2 separate regions of the Mus musculus genome follow, and region 1 is linked to region 2. A link is a contact called in public HiChIP or PLAC-seq data. All regions are on one chromosome and are shown on one strand. The core of a region is the stretch at or near the end of the contact, and the rest is flanking DNA. Distances in the headings are between cores, read along the strand shown.

What was found. HiChIP or PLAC-seq counts read pairs in DNA pulled down with a chosen protein or histone mark.
Region 1: a contact with region 2 is called in an H3K4me3 HiChIP or PLAC-seq map of craniofacial prominence, with 2.6 times the contacts expected there. The contact joins the enhancer-like site here to the promoter of Gdpd5 in region 2. A contact is called at or near these places in 8 of 39 promoter capture datasets (the 3T3-L1 cell line, the C10 cell line, cranial neural crest and 4 more), 44 of 484 Hi-C or Micro-C datasets (the C2C12 cell line, CD4 T cells, CD8 T cells and 29 more), 23 of 115 datasets of contacts at active chromatin or transcription factors (CD8 T cells, the HPC-7 cell line, bone marrow-derived macrophages and 17 more) and 4 of 9 other capture datasets (adipose tissue, embryonic stem cells, liver and 1 more).

Annotation. Positions count from the first base shown.
Region 1 is chr7:99,422,892-99,426,582 of GRCm38.p6, forward strand. It overlaps Gdpd5 (glycerophosphodiester phosphodiesterase domain containing 5), which reads left to right. Exons shown (of 18, transcript NM_201352.3): 4 at 1,162-1,338. The coding sequence starts at 1,222. Among named protein-coding and RNA genes, the nearest start is that of Klhl35, 41 kb to the right of the region's middle. Within about 2 kb of position 2,045, at least 51 of the 459 cell types and tissues checked have an H3K27ac peak or open chromatin away from gene starts, as enhancers often do. A contact at or near this core is called in craniofacial prominence, epiblast stem cells, nephron progenitors and 1 more, where this site is marked.
Region 2 is chr7:99,380,030-99,383,233 of GRCm38.p6, forward strand. Gdpd5 (glycerophosphodiester phosphodiesterase domain containing 5) reads left to right here and starts at 1,489. Exons shown (of 18, transcript NM_201352.3): 1 at 1,489-2,179.

The DNA of each region.
Region 1 (3,691 bases), core at 795-3,294, 43 kb after region 2:
CAGGTTCCTCATCCACACACCGGATTCACCATACTGGTGACACCCAAAGAGCTGGTCTGAAGACTGAATGATGCTGGGGTCCCCTGGTCACATCTGACCAGCACCAGCCCTGGGAGGCCGAGTCCTGGGGAGGAGAGTGGGGTCCAGATTGACAAGCTGCATTTGGAAGAGGCAATTCAACCCTCACGGTGCCTCCCACTGTCCTAGGTCTCTACAGTTCCCCGTATGCTGAGTGCCGCCTGGGCCTGGCTGTCTTGGGGGTGCTTGACTGTTCCAGACCCTCACATGGTGTGCTTACAGGCCAGGCACTACCTGTTCTCCCTCTGAGCCTTGGTTTGCTCAACTGTCAGACGGCTTTAGGAGAGGGTGCCCGCCACTTTAGGGGGTTTTGATGCCACTTTAGGGAAGCATGAACGAGTGTGGCACTTCCCGGTGCCAGCCCTGTCTCAATCCCTCGGTGCCTGTTAGTGTTTATGATAATGGATTTTGTAGAATGTTTATTTTGAAAGTGTGCTATTGCCAGGCTCTGTTCCAGTTATGGGGGAGACAGCAGAGCATTAAAAAGACAAAACTCATTGCCTTCATGGAACTTACAGTGGGGGTGGGCAGACAAACTGAATAAGCAGATATGTTATATCTAACAATGCTGCTGAGAGAATAAAGCTGAGATCAGAGAAGGGAGCTTGGGGAGGGGGGGGAGGGGCTCCAGGTCTGCAGAAGGCCATCTGGAAAAGTCTAAGGAACCCGGGGACGATGGTGCATGCCATCTTGAGGGGTCACCTCAAGAAAAACAGTTCACAGTTCCCACAGGTCTAAAAGACTAGGAAGGGATGTCAGCTCTCGAGGCTGGGGTAGGAATATCAAAAGTCCAGGGCTAGCCTAGGCTAGACGATGAGCTGAGAGAGAAGGAAAGAGGGGCCATGAAGGTTTCCAATGAAAGTGAAAACGGAACCGTACTAGGTATGGGTGGCAAACGCTGAAGACGTCAGTATGTCCGACGGGGAAGAAGTCAGAGGACGAGTCGCAGGGACACGTCCCAGGGACCTAGGACTTCCAGAAGGGCTCCAGAGAGGATAACCTCCCTGCTCTAGGTTGGGGTGACTCCTGCAGGAATAACTCCTCACGCTTGCCCTGACTCACACCCTGTGCTTTCTCCTCTAGCACCAGCCAGGGGCCTCCATGGGAGCTTAAGGGCCAGGCAGCAGGGCTGCGGGCACGAGCATGGTGAGACACCAGCCCCTGCAATACTACGAGCCCCAACTGTGCCTCTCATGCCTCACAGGCATCTATGGCTGCCGCTGGAAGCGCTACCAACGCTCGCACGATGACACCACGCCGGTGAGCTTCCCTGGGATGGAGTCAGGGGCATCCAAAAGCCCAGTGATGGGCCCTGGAGCTGAGGGGAATCGGGGCTCAGCTGTCTCTGTGTTGTTCTGCATGGGCCCATTACCCTTCCAGGGTTCAGTTTCTTCCTCAGAAAAGCTGGGCCATAGTGATTCCTGAGACCCCTGGCCAGGTGGAATGGGTAGGAAGGGGCTTGTCTATGTGGATATAGATAGCTATTAACTGTCTTACGGTAGTGGTGGGGACAGATACTCCAAGGGCCTGAGAAGGAAGGAGTGTGTGTGTGTGTGTGTGTGTGTGTGTGTGTGTGTGTGTGTGTGATCTAAGAGGGGTCACCTCAAGAAAAACAGTTCACAGTTCCCACAGGTCTAAAAGACTAGGAAGGGATGTCAGGAGGGAGAGGGGGTGGGGTCTGGCCATCCTGGAGCCTGGGAGCTGATGGGGCCTTCGCCTGGGACCAGGGCCCAGTCACCTGAGCTGCCTGCTTGCCAGGGCCGGCAGCAGGTGCTAAGCTGGATAAAGAGGCCTTAGTGCTGGCTTCCCGGCCAGACCGAACTGCACTCCTGTCCCCCGGGCGCTATCAGCCAGTGGATCTGGTTTCTTCTCTGAAGGAACCCAATTCCTCTGTGGTGTTTATCTAAAAGCTTTGCTGCCTGGAGAACAGCTTTTCTCCTCCCTCCTGCTTGTCTGAACAAAGAAGCTAGCCTCTGAATTCACCAGCCCCAAGCAGGCCGTAGGGTCAAGGATACAGCCGCTGAGCTGAGGTAGGAGGAGGCTCAGCCAGGCATGGGGAGGGGCAGGGTACTGGCCTACCCAGTTCTCTCCTCCTGACAGAGGGAGTGCAAGACAGGAGGCAGGAGCCCAGGCTATGACCCCCCTGAGAAGCATGGACTATCAGAGTGAATCCAGAGCAGATTCCTCACGGTGCCCCCGCTCCCAGCACAGAGGAGGAAACACAAACCTGCTAAACAAAGCAAGGCTGAGGAAGAGGAAGGGACATGGCCAAGGCCACCGTAGCCACAGCATGGGCTGGCATCCTGGGCACTATGTGCTGTGGCTATTCTCTCTTGGGTAGGCAGGATTTGTCTGCCAGGGAGAGACACAGACGAGAGCTGACAGATGAAGGGTCTCAGGTGCCTCTTCCAGTAGTAGTCAGTGGCTGTAAGCTGTGCACATGAGAGGGAGAGGTAGTAGCATACCCTCTCATGGGCCAACATGTGAGACAGGGTTGTTGAGTGGTCAGCATGGTACCACCTCTGAGAAGACATTAGGCCAAGTCATTCCAGGTGCCGAGCCTCAGCTGCTACATCACTGAGTGGGAAGCGGTCAGATCAGTGATTTCAGCATCATGGGTACTCTGCTTTGTTCCATAACAGTCCACCCCCCACCCCCACCCCGCAGGCCTGGGGCAGGCAGCAGGCCTCCCTCTGGCTGGCACCCTGTCTGCACTGTGGGTCAGTGCTGTGCTGACAGGCTCCGCTCCTGTTGCACGTAGTGACCCATGGATCATGGAGAAGCAGAAGCCAGGGACTAGGGCAAGATCATCCAATGGTAACGAGCAGAACTGGGGATGGAAAGCAGTTGAGGGGTGACCAAGCTCCTAATAGAAAGGCCACCAGCCAGGCAGCCTTCCCAGGCCATGAGTCAGGAGGGAGAGGGAGGAAAAGGGACTTTGACTGTGAGGAGCTGAGGGGTGGAGAAGGTGTGCCCAGGCAGTGACCAGGAGCCTCGGTGATTCAGGCTGTGGGGACACCAGAGTCTGGGGTGCTGGGTATGGAACTGAGGCTGAAGAAGTGACAGAGACTTCAGTCTGTTCTGTCTCTGCAGATGGCTGAGCTCACCTCAGGGGACCCCAAAGTCAGCTGATGTTGAGCCTCTGAGGCTCATAGCCTGCTTCTTCTCCTATTCGAGCGAATGTTCTTTCTCTCCGTTCTCCGCTCTCCCGATCCCCTCCTGCCACAGCAGTGGTGACGAGGCTCTGCTGAGTGCCCTTACCAGGCATAGTCAAGGGTACAGAGGTCTGTGGACTCAGACGGCTGGCGCAGGTTAGGCATTGGGGTTCAGTTGGTAGGGTGCTTGCCCTGGGTTTGCTTCCCAGCATCGGATAAGCCAGGCATAGGGGTACACAGCTTGTGTGCGTGCTCCTACTACTTGGGAGTAGAAGCGGGAGGATCAGAAGTTCAAGGTCACCCTCAGTCACTAGGAGAGTTCCAACTAGCCTGAGTTACTGGAGGCCTGGCCTCAAAACAAACCAAAAGCAGCCTGTGAGGAACGGGGGCTACTGGGGCTACAGGTACAATCTGCAGGGCAAGTAGAGGCTATCACTAACTCAGGAATAGGGCAGAGA
Region 2 (3,204 bases), core at 239-2,738:
TCATCAGCATCCAGCTGGGCTGTGGGCTCAGGAGGATCTTAAGAGATCTTTGGTCCTTTGGATAAGTCTGAACTCCCTTCTACCTGCCTCGCTGGAATCTCCCACTTTGACTTTTGCTCTACTGCTGCCAGGATTTCTCAGGAGCACGGTCAACTCCTACTAACCTTGCTAGCTTTTTTTGACCTCAGTTTGCCTGTAACCTGCTCAGGGAAGCCTCTGCTAACCAATACGAGGCAGAGATCTCTGGAGGTGTCCTTTGTAAGTGCTGTTGTTTCTGTCAGGAAAGCCATTCCTTTGGTCTTCTAAGCCCATGTGGTTCCTCACTCATTCGACTGTCAAGTTGCAGTGTCTTGAGTTTCTTTAAGGTGGTATTATTATGTCTTGTGAGACAGGCTCACACTGGCTTCCATTCACTGTGTAGTCAAGGATGACCTTGGCATCGCCTTAGGAGGCTAAAGCCATCTTCCAGAGCCAGTCTAGTCCAGGAATGTCACAGAGTTGGTGGATAGAATCCTATACCAGCAACAGCAATCTGGAAAACACCATGCGCCCCCTACAGTCTTGGTCCACAGCAGTGACAAAGGGGTTTCACGCAGAAAATTGATTTGAGGCTTGCAGATGAACCTGGGCTGGGCTGCCTCATCCTAGGGCTCCCCAAGCCAATTAGTGACTTAAGCCCTGCCCACGCGCACTCGCAACACTCATTCATATATCAAACCCTTCACTCCTGTTCGGTGCCTCACACAGGACGCTGGATACTTCAAAGACAGGGAGGGGTGGGGAAGGTGCACAGCCGACAGAAGTCACGATTCGAAGTGAGCTGTCCTCACACACCTCCGCTCATATTTTTGAAACTGATAACGACGTTCCTCCCTGAGCCGCAGAACTCTGGGAAAGGGGAAGTGTGGGAAACAGATCTGCTTTTTATTTTTACAAACTTTTTTGCATCGCTTCCTAAAATCAGAGCCTTGCACTGCTCCCAAATGCTACTCAGTGCAAGGAGCCCTAGCAGCGGGGAGGAGCAAGAGGCTGGCTGTATCACGCTACGCCCCAGGTTCCGCCATCCAGGGACATCCCAGTCCTAACCTCGCCTCCTCCATGCTTCGCCCTTTCCCACTGCTGGCCTCGTGCTCAGTCACAGTCAACCCAGGCCCCCGAGCCCACCATCTTGATCTCCAGGCGGCTGGCTCGCTTGCTACGCGCAGCTTTCATTGTCCTTCTCCAGCGGCACCAGACCACGCTCAGCAGAGTTCCACCCCTCTTCCACTCTCCCATTGGCTCTTGCTGCCCAACTGCGCCGGGGACCGGCCTAGCAGTGTCTCTCACGCCCCGCCTTTGCTCCCGGCCCGGCCAGGGGCGGGGTTTCTGTTGGTCCCACCCTTTAGGGGAGGGGCCAAGCTCGCAGGCGCTCCGGAGCTGTCTCGGCAGGGCTCGGCTCGGCTCGGCTCGGCTCGGCTCGGTTTGCAGCTCGGGTGGGGGTGGGCGGCTAGGGTGACAGCGGCAGTAGCAGAGGCTGCGGCGCGAGGCTGAGCAAGCGGTGAGCGGGGAGCCGGTAAGAGGAGGAAGTGGAGCGGCGGCCCGGAGCTCTGGAGTCCGCTGCCGGCACAGGTCCGCCCAGATTTGCAGAGTGAGCGGCGTCGGGACCTGGGCAGACTTCTTCGCCTTGCTCCGGCCGCTGGCGCTCCGCCTGCCCTGCCCTGCCCTGCCCTGCTTGTCCGAGCCCCGCATTCCGCGCCTGGACTTTCCTAGCCCCGTGGTCTGGAGCTGCTGGGACGTTCGAGCCCCGGCCTTGATCCGGAGTTCCGAGACGGGACGTTCTCGGCCCCATCATACTGACCCATCTCTGCTGGAGTGTCCTCCGCCCCCTGGTCGGCGCAAGGTGGCCCCAGCTCTGGGACTTGAGTGTAGAGGAGCCGGGACGCCCACCGGCCTCCAGCTCCTGGAGAACCAAATCTTCAGCTGCCTTGGACCGAACTGCTCCGGACTTGAAACTGTACTGGCACCGCCCGGGTCCAGCGCACCGTGAGGGGTCCCAAGCAGGCAGAACAGTCGGACCGAACCCCTGGGCGAGTCGAAGCTGCCACCTTTCTCCGCCCTAGGTTAAGGATCTTGGGGTGCTTGCTCCCAGGGGAACACAGGGGCTTCTCCTGCCACAGTCTCCAGCGAGCGGAGGTTGCAGGTGAGAGCCCCGGATGCGCGGCGGGAGCAGTCCCGGGAGCCTTAGAGGCAGGGCCCGGGTCAGCGGAGGGCGTGGAGGGGACACGGGCAGAGAGTGAACTGTTTAGGAGAGGGCGCGCGAAAGATAGTAGAGAGAAGCCCGCACTTATTGAGTGCCCATTGTGTGCAGGTCCGAGCCCCGCCCTTGCACAAGTCGTTCCTTATCCAAAGCTCATAGCAACCCCGAGATAAAAGCTATTGTGTATTGTTATGGGCGCAGACAGTTGGGGAAACTGAGGCGTGGCAGGGTTGAGGTCCTCTGCCTTCCATGTTGAGGATTAGACTGGGGAGAAGGGAGAAGATAAAGAGAGAAAGAGCAAAGAGGGAGGGGAGAAGAAAAGAAGTGGATAGCCTGCATGCACGTGAGAGCTTGGCAGGGTGGGGGCCTCTGGGGCATCGAAATCCAGGCACTGGTCCTGAAGCCGAAGAGGTCCTTCTTACCAGCCACTCTTGGGTCATGGGCATGCCACCTCCCAGGAAAGGTGAACCTGCGTTGAAGGCAGGGCTTCCCTGTTCCAAAAGATCTCTTCCCGGGGTCCGGGCTGGAGGGACAACCTGCTTCCCATAGTTAATGTCCCCAAGTTACTGAAGTACTCTTTATCTGTTAAAGGACTCACCATATTGGTCCCCAAGACACAGCCATGTGGAAGCTGGAGCTGTGGTCCCTCAGAACTCAGCCACCTTCCTTTGGCATTATTAATGAGGACACTGAAGACTTGTGGGGGGCACAGTGACCCCAGGTCCTAAAGCCAGTGAGTGGTTGAGAGAGAAGTAGACCTGAAAGATTTCCAAACATCCATCAAGGGGTCTGCTCCCCTTCCTAGTTCACACCTTTTCGGTCTGTGGCTAGGGTTTCCCCAGCCCCAATATGCAGTTGAGGTAAGCGTGTATGAGACTGCAGAGAGTGTGTGTGGTTGGAACTGGGGCTCAAAGAAGCCTGACTCCAGTCTCTATGTGCAAAATGGCCCAGGGCAGACCTTCTCCAGG